2 separate regions of the Zea mays genome follow, and region 2 is linked to region 1. A link is a contact called in public Hi-C data. All regions are on one chromosome and are shown on one strand. Each heading gives the region's core, a stretch centred on a gene start, on an enhancer-like site or on the middle of the called end of the contact. The rest is flanking DNA. Distances are from core to core; before and after follow the strand shown.

What was found. Hi-C and Micro-C count contacts between places; a contact is called where the count stands out from the background.
Region 2: a contact with region 1 is called in a Hi-C map of leaf, with 10 times the contacts expected there. The contact joins the promoter of LOC100191815 here to the promoter of LOC100384016 in region 1. A contact is called at or near these places in 3 of 25 Hi-C or Micro-C datasets (ear, leaf and tassel).

The regions. Positions count from the first base shown.
Region 1 is chr2:72,634,373-72,640,196 of Zm-B73-REFERENCE-NAM-5.0, reverse strand. LOC100384016 (Mediator of RNA polymerase II transcription subunit 30) reads right to left here and starts at 3,970. Exons shown (of 3, transcript NM_001176627.1): 1 at 3,517-3,970; 2 at 2,413-2,490; 3 at 1,400-1,755. The coding sequence starts at 3,870. The coding sequence ends at 1,657. LOC100193150 reads left to right here. Exons shown (of 13, transcript NM_001358650.1): 13 at 120-478. The coding sequence ends at 200.
Region 2 is chr2:73,456,137-73,462,095 of Zm-B73-REFERENCE-NAM-5.0, reverse strand. It overlaps LOC100191815, which reads left to right and starts at 4,446. Exons shown (of 6, transcript NM_001137239.1): 1 at 4,446-4,733; 2 at 5,702-5,805. The coding sequence starts at 4,544.

The DNA of each region.
Region 1 (5,824 bases), core at 2,721-5,220:
CCCAATCCACATGGATTAACGGCGAAACGAACAAGCCCTAAAGTGTGTCTATTTTTGCTCTCTTTTTATCAACTCAAATCTCCATGTTATAACTAATCAGGTGCGTGTTGTAAATGCAGGCAGAATTGGAAGGATCAAATGAAGTGACATCAATATTTGACAGTGACTTAGAGTTATTAGGGATCAACAATTTCATGTAAAGAGCATTTCGGTTTCAAGATCTGAGCAATGACATAAATTAAGTATCTACGGAATGGGTTTCACCTGCTACTAACTAGGACCTGATAATGGTCGTCAGTTTATACAGTGTTTACGAAATGGAAAGTAGATTATTGCTGCTATGATGTATTGCCACTCTATATTTAGGTGTATTTTCCCAGTGGCAGTTCAATGAACACTACATTGTGGTGTTTGTAACTTTTAATACCCCGTTTGGATGTAGATATTAGAGTACAAAATTGAAAATTAGAATCAGCTTTCCAAAATTCTGATGTTTGATTGCACATAGAATTGAGATTTAGAATCAGAGACTCAATTCCCTGAAATTGAACTATAACTAGAAATTCAGCTTTTCAATATAGAGCATCACTCCTCGGAATTGCGTAGAATTAGATCACATAATTCTAAATTCTAATTTAATGATATCTAAACAATAGAATTTGAATTACATCTCATTTCAATAATATGGCTGATTTAGTATTAAACCTAATTTAATTTCTTGCCCTCTAATATCGACATCCAAACGACGAAGCCTAAGAGATTTTTTTCATTTCAATAACATAGCTACGAAACGTAAGAGATTTTTTCATTTCAATAACATAGCTGATTTAGTATTGAATCTAATTTAATTCTTTGCTCTCTAATATCAACATCCAAACGTCGGAGAGTACGAGATTTTTTATGGGTTGTTGACTTCTCTAGGTTGGAAATCAGTTTCTCAACGAATATATGTGAAGTACTTCATAATGTTGTACTTGTAAGATATTGTTTTAAAGCCTGTATATAAGCAACAGATCAATTTATGATGTGTTTGGTTTGTAGAGTCACTCTATGTTTTATGATGTGATGCATCATAAGTTTATTCTATCAATTTTTATGAAATCAACTCACTCCTCGTGTATATACTAATTATTAGCTTATGGTGAATGTGGTGATGAAGGATCAACACATTCTATTCCACAAACCAAATAAAAAATTGAGGAAAGAGAAGAAGATGGATTACTTCATTCCTCAAACCAAACACACTATCTTCATTCCTCAAACCAAACACACTATTAAGTATTCCTTTCATCGTTCAAGAAGCAAATATAATCATTGTATTTAAGCCATTATATGACAGAAATTCAGGATTCTCAAAGCATTACAGGAATTTCGTCACGGTAAAAAATCAGACAAGTTTCAAAGGATACGCGTATCTACACTCGTCCAAAATAACATTCATATCCAACATATTACAGCCTATGTGCATTTGCATCGATGACCCAACACAATTTTAGTTGGTATAGAGAGGAAAACTTTATGTTTTTTTTCGTGAAGCCCAGTCATATCCCATCTATTTCTCCCTTCCAACTGCCAAGTAGTCAGTTACCCAACATGCACAATATGCCTTTACCAGACGTCCAGCTAGGGTCTCTTTGACACTTCACAGTTCACACTTCACACAGAGCAAGGGCTCTGCCACATGGCTACGTCAGTTATTAGGTCACGGAGCTGATCCATGAGGAGCTTTACTTGCTTGTTTTTGCTTTCAATTTCCTGCGTCAGTTATTAGATCTCAATGTTAGAAAGACAAGAAAATTGTTCGTCAAATGTGTGTTAAGTTAGTGTGATAAAAAAAAGTGTATATAAAAAGTTGACAGAAATCATGTTTCTTTTGATTTCTAAATACACCAGATGCTACCATAGATGAAATTCAAAACTAAATTGATAACGACACATGTGACTGTACTCTTCAAATCACTACAACGATTGAAAAAAGTGCTGGGAGTTTCTAGGAACCAGAGATGCAACACAGAATCTGAAAAAAGGAAGTCCTTGTGCATTAAAAATAAAAAACAGTAAATAAATCATGTAGATGGTGCAAAATGCTCTAACTCGTATTTTTACACCTCCATGCAGACAAAGATGGGAAGAACATGCTTGGTGTAGTGGTGAGAGCTATCTCATGTTTGCCTCGGTTCATCCCTTCCTAGACCCTACTCAAGTGGGAGCCTAAGACACTGAATTAGTCCTTTTTATGCAGACAAAGATAGAAAACATTATTTTCTCACAATGTATTTAACTACTTATGAAGCTAGCAGGAAGCCATGGCTTGCAAATGGACAAACATAATTCAAACAGATGTCCAAACTTTGAGACTAATATAATATAGTAGCATAGATTAAAGTAACTAGAGAATTTACGGGCTAGTACCTTTCTTAAAGCAGAAGCATGCTCTTCCAATCTCTCAATCTCCGCCTGGTCAACTTCAGATTCTGTTGAACCAATGTCCTGACGAAGTGGAGAATGCATGATCTTAGACAAGTCATATGTGGGAGGGATAAGAAGCCTAGATCAAATGCAACTAGCATTGGCAAACCAATTTTATCTTGAACAGTGTGCAAAAATCAGGCTTCACCAATTACAGCTATGGCCGATTAAGGTTAGATAAACAATTTTCTATGTACAATGTGAAAAGCAAGTTCTAGTTCATTAAAATCCATGTTTGTTGATATTACCAGTTGGCTTTGTCCTTAATAATTACTCCCTTCGTCCATTTTCTTAGGCGCCTTCCGCTTCTCTTTAGTCCAGAAGCCTTGGGCATATTAGTTCTCCCCAGACACGTTTTAAAACTTTGGTCAATAGCATCCCTGTGCATTTGACATGCATAAATGCAGCAGACATAAGTTGGGCCAGTGGGAAAAGGTTCATCAACCAGTAAGTTAGGCTTGACTGGTAAATGTTTCATTTTGACTGGATGCTAGGCACATGCCTTGACTTGAAACATACCCAAAATGTTTCTTCAAAAAAATGTCTTGATTGAGACAGTATCTAAATCCATGCGGCATGCAGTAATCATGTTTCTTCAAAAAGAAAAAGAAAAAACAGAGTACTGACATCAAATGTGGGAATAGTCAATCATAGGTCCCCAATGATGTTCTTTTTAGCAAACCAAGGTTGTTTTCTAAAAAAACGTAATGTAGCACCACATACTTCACAAGTTCACATCAGTATTTCATCTTTATAATTGTGGCACCAAATATGGACCTATCTAAATAAAAAATTGTAAGATTTGGAAACGAAAATTTGTTGGGCCCTCCACAAGAATGGCCACTATGTCATTGCAAGAGTTGGAGTTGTTACCGTTGTAAATATCTCAAATCAACCACGTAATAAGAAATTGTTTTGGGCTCCTCTACAAGGCAATGGCAATGCCCTGATTTTTACACCAGAAGTGACATCTTTCGTCACAGAAGAATGCGCCTAAAACACTTCTCCGCATAAGCGCCAGGAGCATAAGCTGCATCGAGCTCTCACCTGAGGGCAGGACGACACAGCAGAGATGGAGTCCCGCAGCGCCACCACGGCTGACTTGTAGCGGTGCCTCGCCTCGTCGAGCGACCCGCCAGGGCCGGGTGCGCCCCCTGCGTCGGCAGCGTCGGAATCCGCAGAGTGTGGCGGCGGCGGAGTAGCCGATTGGTGGTGCTGGGAGCCAGCGGAAGCGGCAGCAGCTGCTGCTGCCGATACGGAAGAGGAGGACCAGAGACCGGCGTTGCAGAGCTCGTCGTTCATGGATACGAGGATCTGGAACGCGGCTGCGATGGTCTCCTCCAGGTGCCGCTGCCCCTCCACCGCCACCTCCTGCCGCCGTCGCGCCGCCTCGGAGGCCATGGATGCACTCACCGGAACCCTAGGTCGCCGCTGCCACCAATCTACCGCTCCTCTCAGCCCGCCGGCGAAACCCCACTTTCCGGGCCACTCCACAGGCTCGACATCAAGCAGCGTAATTTGGCCACAGTTGCGTTGCGTGATGCCAGAGCGCTTTCCAAGCCCGGTATGGGCCGAGGCAGGTCGCCTGAAAGCCCAAGTACTCTCTTCCTGCACGGACCGGATCCAGCTAGTACAATTTATTGTGTGACGTGCATGCTAATGATACTGAGGTAGCTGTTTTTATTAAATTTAATATAGATGCGATCGAACCTTAAAATTTTAAAATCTCATAGTATGCTAGTGTGATAATTAAAGAATAATATTGTATGAGAAATTACCAAGAGGTTGAATCAACTTAAACAGATGGCTATTGTTTGTATTGTAAGGTTAAAAAAGATAGAAGGTGTGAGCCGAACCCACACCTTCTTTTAGGGACGTTTGAATGCATTAGAGCTAATAGTTAATGACTAAAATTAGTTGAGACATTCAAACTTCCTAGATAATAGCTATTTTTTGGTAAATTAGTTAATAGTTAGGTAGCTATTTGTTAGCTAGCTAATTCCACTAACAATTTGTAGCCAATTAACTAATACTTCTAGTGCATTTAAACACCCCTTAAGACTCTCCAGGATTGTCCCTGAAGCTTCAAAGACACCCTAAGGCTATCGCTTCATATTAAAGCCGGATGTTTGAACTGTTGCAACTATAATTCATAGAGACAAAAATACTGTACAAGCAGTAGAAACCGGTACGAATCAAAATCAAGTGAACTGTTGACCCTAATAAACAATAGTGTGTTTGATTTGAGGAATAAAGTGATCCATCTTCTTCTCACTCCTCAATTTTTATTTGGTTTGTGGAATAGAATGGGATGATCTATCACCACCACATTCCTCGTAAGCTAATAATTAGTATGTACATGAGAAGTAGGTTGATTTCATCAAAATTGATGGAATGAACTTATGATGCATCATATCATAAAGCATAGAGTGACTCCATAAACCAAACACACCATAAATCTAGAGGCAGATCCTTTCACCTCTAATCTAGGTTGTTTTCTCTTCCCTCTAAATATTTAATACTCTAACGTACGAATTAAACATGTATCACTTTAAAACTATGACAAATACGTATGCAAAAATAAAATCTAATTTAAAATATATTAACAATATAGTTGACTGTGTATCGAATTCAAAGAACCGTTGTGAGAGCTGGAATTTAGGATGATAGAATTTTTTAGAAAATGATAAAAAAAGTTGCAATTAAAGAGATAATCTAAAGGTAACCACTCCAGATAGTTATGGGTTCAAATGGCTAGGTTATAATAGTGTGTTGCTAGTAAAAACTAAGACAAGACAGACGAATGAGACTGTTGAGCACCATATTTTCATCTGGGCACGACCGGACAGTCCGGCTCTATGACCCAGACGGTCCGCGCCCTGTGACCAGATAATCACGAGCGAGAGTACTTATCACATGCGTGTTTATCCTAACCTATTCGTGTAGATATATTGGAACTCACCTATGAACATATCCAGACCTCCCCCATATAAATATAAAGGGGTACGGCCGATTGAGAACCCCCGAACACAATCCAATCGAATCAATCTATTTACCTGCAATTATCTTTCATGTCTTAGGAGTAGACATAGTGTAGCCTTAGTTTAGATCAATTTGTGGTCTGCCACAACCATCTCTCTTCGACTCTACGCCGATCAGAGATGCCCCGGGTGGCCTGCCGATCCTAGGGCAGGCCTTGGAACTTTCTTCCTCAACGGGATCTCCCCTGGGGGCGAGTTCTAAGGTCCTTCGCGAGGAAGAAGACCTCTGCGCCATCGCGGACCGTTCGACCAACGCGGTGACCCCACCGGACTGTCTGGTGTGCCGCAGAGAGCAGCAACTTTTCTCCAATGAC
Region 2 (5,959 bases), core at 3,197-5,696, 820 kb before region 1:
CTATTTTTAGATAAATATCTTGTGAGTTATAACTGAAACAAGCAACTGTTGTACTGCTGTCCTAATCTTGTTGATTGTGGTTGTGGTTGATTGATCTACTCTGTTGTCTTGCTTAAGCATGATGGATAGTGTTATCTTAGGATTCCTATATTAGTAGATTACATAATTAGAGATATACAGGTAACTAGTGCAGAAGTAAATTAAATTGTTGACGTCTAATAAGTAATTAGCTTCGATCAACGTTAATTTAGCAAGTGTCATTATATGGACAAGAAACACAATTAACAATATTTTACCATTTCTAATACTTGCGCTACTAATCTAATATTACTAAATAATCAACCTCATTAGACTAGTATAAAAGGCATTGTGATTAGGCTAACACCTTCTATGTGTTCTCTTGGGTGTGTGCTTGCATTAGAATATTGAGAATGTTGGTAGAACCCGATTAAGTGATTATTCCCTGTTAAACTAAATTTGTCTGTATGATGTTTAGAAGTCACAGTAAATGTATGTGTGCCTAAAGTAGTTTAATAATAGAGTAACTAATAAATGATTAAAGTGAATGTGGTAAATGTTTGTACGAGTGATGTCATGTTTGTGTTGGTTAATAATAGGTAGTTCGTCGTCTTTCTAGTAATGTTGACTTGTTGTGCCCGTTGACGTGTAGATAGCTAGCGGTAGTGTGTGTGGTTGTTCACGATGTCTCGCTATTTAGTGTTTAGTTCGCTACCGTCTGTTTTGGCATTGTCTTGTGATATTTTTCACCATATTCATACATGTGCATCCTGCATCTCATTTAGGACCGAGAGATGATGATCGTGCAAGTGATATGGTGCCAACAACAAGATGAAGTTGGTGGACAACCTAAGGAAGGATGGACATGACTAGTAGATGCTCGCCAAGCGAGTGTCATCTAGCAAACACTATCTAGTGTTGAATTCCAGGCAAGCCCCGATTTTATGCATAAGTAATATATGCTATTTTACTGCACTTAATGTTTGTAGGCTTATAATGTGCACTTAAGTGTAGGAGTTGCTTGAAACCCTAGTTGCATGAACTCAGGATTCCTTTTGAGATGGATACTAGTATTCTAGGTCGAGTAGCTGCTATGCTAAATCAGGATCTCAGTAGAAGTCGAGTGATTTTTCTAGCACTCGCGCGAGGTCAGGAATTGGTTGTATCCATTTTTGATATAGAATGATGATGGTCTATGGACACGGATCCATGGGGATGCGCTGTCTACGAGACAAAGTTGGAATAAGAATTAACGGGCGGATATCTGTGTCAAGCGTTTGAACGTACTAAACACATGTCGGGAAATATGGTAACCGGTAAGCCTAGTACCTAAGTGAAGCCAGGCGCGGACTTTCCCCTCACTTGTCCTGAGACGTGGTCTCCCATTCCGGATATGGTGGGTACAAGTGCGGTCATTGCACGGCGGCAGCCGGGGTCAGTGGAGCATTGTACGCTAAGGTGGTGAGTCCTGGTCGCGAACGGGGGATCGATGGGGACAGTTGATATGTGTGGGGACGGAGTGCCCCTACATGTCATGTGTTTAGGTTGACCTTGCGAGGTTAAAAACTCGATTCGAATCGTCTACTTCTCGCAGCTAATGAGACTGTTTGATCCATTGTACTGCATTGAGTAACAAGTGAAAATGAGGATACTGGCAAAAGATGTTGGTTGACTAAATTGCTTGCTACCATGAATGGATAGCTAGGTATTCATCTAGTCTAAATTATTATTCTAGAACCTCAAAGCTAAAATTTGATTTTAGACTCGGCTAGTGTTTTTGGCAAACCAAACCCCCTCGGCCAAATAGCTTCATGGTCTAGAGGTAGAGGAGTAGACTCCTCACACCGTGTAAGTCTAGCTGAGTATTAGTATACTCAGCCTTGCTTGTGGCATAATTTTTTGTAGGTACTCCTTGGATGATTTGGTTGCTGGTGTGACTTGGCCTTCATCCCTGCCACCGGGATAGACGGTCGAGTGGGTTGCTGCTTTCGCAGGAGAGGACCAGGAGGAGTAGCATGGCCAAGCTTCATCATGTTACTCGGTTTTCTCCGTTAGTTATTTCCGCTGCATTAAAAATTATAGTTACTATTTCTGAAACTCCGATAATGTAATCACTAATGATACTTTCTTAATTTATGGTATTATGCTTTATTGTATTTCTCGGTGCCTCACCTTCGAGCGAGCTAGTGGTATTCGATCCTTGGTAAGTGGCTGACTAGATCTGAGGGACTGACGGGTTATTCCGATTTAAGTGTGTTGCTGCCTCCAAGGCGTGACTCGGGCACTTAAGCTGGAATAATTCGGATGGTTCCGCCACAAATAGCTCCAATGCAATCATATGTTTATCCAATACAAGCCAAAATACAATTAAGGGCCTTATGGGTTTAAATAGTGAAAGTTCTTGAAGTAGAATATTAGATAGATGAACATCACACCTTAAAGTAGGGATCCCATCTTGGATTTCCTGCTATTTTGAATGGAGTCTCCAATGATGGTAGCCTAATAAGTTCAGCTTGTAGCTCTCCTATAGGATGAAGCACTTTGTTGAAGTAACGGCTCATAGTCTCACCGGATCTACCATAATTTGTTCCCACCAACCTATTCCTAAGGTTGTGTCCCACTGTGTTCAAAAACATGGCCACTTGTTCCTCAACACACATGTGTATTGTATCTTCAAGTAAACCCCGATCTCTAAAACCCTTGCAAAAGCGAAAGAAAGTAGATCTACTAAGTCTAAGCATGTTCACACATGTTGATCACTCATCCATATTTTAGTGTTAATATAATCAAGTCTCATCCTATCCCTTTCCTCCATTGGCCCATAAGTAATACTGACTCTTCTACCATCTCTTTTTCTTTTCCTGGACTCGATAACCATGGCCATCATGGACAGCAACACGTGTGCTGCAACACCATAAATCAAAAGCTAGGTCGCCTTGTCCATCTACAACACATCAGCAAGATTAAAGTCCAATGTACCAGGCTACTAGGCTATGCTCTAGTTCTTACTAGGTTACTGATTATGCATAGAACAATACTAGTAAGAGATTTGAATGATTAGAAAAAATAACCGGTAGGTTAACATCACATAAAATTAACTGGTAGGAGAACCACAACACATAAAGTAGCCATTTGAACAACAAAATAACCATAACACATAAAGTAGTCATTTGAACAGCAAAAAAGTAGCCATCAGTTTGATTTTGTCGAACCAAAAGGTGGCATTCATTCTATCAACATTTCTTTTTTAATTTACATTTAGCAATTATCTTCACATTAGGGCACAAACCAAGTAGCATCAGGCAACCCGAGTCAGTTCTAATAGCACCACATATAGCATCAAAGAAACCAAGTATGGCACAAATCAATGATAACCATTGTCACCGAAGCAAAAATGACCAGATCTAGTAGCACAACGATAAGGATTACATTGGGGCATACTTGTTCTTGGATGTTCTTGTGCTGGTGCCAGGGAGATTGTTCTTAGACGTTCCGATGCTGGTCCGGTGGTTGGAGTTCCTGAAACACATATCGGAACCAAATTTCAGGAAGGTGACACGCATCGAAACCCATGCAAGATCACAGGCAGGTGGCACGTACCCGGAAGGCAGCCGACAAGCCGGTGATGTGCACTTGGTCGGCCGCTCGCCTGGACGCTCGCCTTCGCCTGCGCTTGTGCTTATGCTCACCCTCACGATGGCGGCCACGTGCATTGGCTCCCGGCCGCCAAGATCCGTCACCAAGATAAATGATGAGAGGGGGTAGGGTAAGGATAAAGTTGGGAGGCAACGCAAGAGCTCTTTTTTGGTCACACGTTTTTTTGGGACCGCGCCGTCAGGAAAAATTGCTCCGGTGTTCACGCTCTCATGTGACCCTTATCCAAACATCATGGAAAAAAATATGGCTGGCCTCCTTCCATCTCTCCTTGTATATTCAATCAAACACACTATAAGATGCCACTTCTGTATAAGCCAGTTTGCCTACAATTTATTGTATATGTGATTTCTGACTCGTCCTTCCTTCACCCTCAAATCTTAACATAAGGGGAAAAGCCTTGAGCTATCTAGCATCAAACAACGAAAGCTCTATTTAGTTTAGTTCAAAAACATCTTTTTGGTGAAGTTAGGCTATTTCGAAACAGTTATTTGACAAAAACATCTTTATAATGGCTTGTTGCATTGCATGCCTAAAAGAAATGAGGTAAAGAACGGTGGAAAGCTACTTTTCAGTTTCATATCAGTGTCTATTTTTGTCTGAGAGCGTAAAAGAATTTCACTCGTGGTTTTTTTAATTTTTAAAAATTAGTGTTCGATTAAAATACAGCTTCTAACAGCTTGTGAAGCTGTTGGTGGCAGAACCGAAGATTGTATAGGGAAAAAAAGAAGGGAAAAGAGGGGGGGAAATAACGGCTCGTCGGCCCTCCACGCAAACGAAATCCAGCAGACCGACGCGAACCGAGAAAAATCCCACGAAATCTCGTGGCCGCGGCGACCGGAAGAAGAGGACGACGACGGACGGAGCGGCGATGGCGTGCCGCGCACTTGCCCTCCGCTCCCTGCTCCTCCCCGACCCGCTACACCGCCTCCCGGCCGCGGCGCCACCTGTTTGGAGAGCGTCCCGCGGTGGCCGCCGTCCGCACCTCCGCTGCTGCTCCGGCGGCGGGGGCGGGGAGCCCGGGCAGCCGCCGCAAGAAGCTGTGCTCGAGGCCATATCCAGTGAGTCGTCATACCCCACTTCCCCACTGCTTGTTAGTACGAGTTATTCCGTCTTGCTTATTCGCAGCTTCAGCTAGTCGCTTCAGTCGTTTCTTGCTCGGATATAATATAGTTTTAGACATCGGGCTACCAAATCGCTGGTTTATTGCGATGGATGGGTTCGAGGGTTACTTCGGATATGTAATTTACCGTTGGTTTGGCTTGGAATTAGCAGTAAAATGCGATGATTCCATGGCTTGGTTGATTTATCCAACGCAATTTCGGCTACAGTTCTTTAGTGTCGCATTCATTTTTACTTTGCATATTACTGTGTAATAGGGTAATCAGGATAATCCTCAGCATAGAACCGCTCAATAGCATAGATGAATTGGTGTATTGGTCAATGCAAGGCCCTGCATGTTTCAGCTTGTAAATTGTGAAAAGCAGCTTGTGAATCATAACGATCTACTAGCTGCCGCCACAGATTGTTGGGTTGTAGCAACCTGGCCTGTGGATTGTTGTAGCTTGAGATAGTAAAAGGTACAATCCACAATCAGAATCTAAAACAAACATGATAACGATGTAAAGTGACATATCTCCTTGCAGGACTATGTATGGTTTGTGCCTACTTTGCCAAATTCATGAAATTTGTGTTCATGATGGAAGGCTTCATGTTTCCACTGAGCCAAAAGTTTTGCTAGGGTTTATTCCATGCTCTAATGCCTACTTCACCATTCATGAAATTTGTGTTCATCATGGTTCTTAAGGCGGTACGGCGAGACAAGAAATTGGCCACCGCCTGGGCGCCGCCTAGGCGACGCCTAGGCGAGCAAGGCGCCTCAGATTGCTTGAGCGTCTGGACGCCTAGGCGACGCCTTTAAAACACTGGTGTTCATGATGGAAGGATTCATGTTTACACTGAGCCAAAAGTTCTTCTAGGGTTTATTCCATGCTCTACTTCATACTGGCTTTTATTTTTCTGAAACCAGAGATAGCAAGGTCTAAAGGAAGGGTTGCACTCACAACAAATATGGTCATGGGTGGTACTGTGACTGACGATGCAAGTGATGAATGGCTTGTTCTGGATCAGAAGGTGTGTCTCATTGTCCATCTTCTTTACAACTTACCTAAAGATAGACTTACAATGGGCACTCTACGAAATAGTGACTCCTAAATTTTGAGAAATGCTGATGCAATGAGAGTCCTTTATATATTGAAAAAGCTCTTGTTTGTACTAATATTTCTTC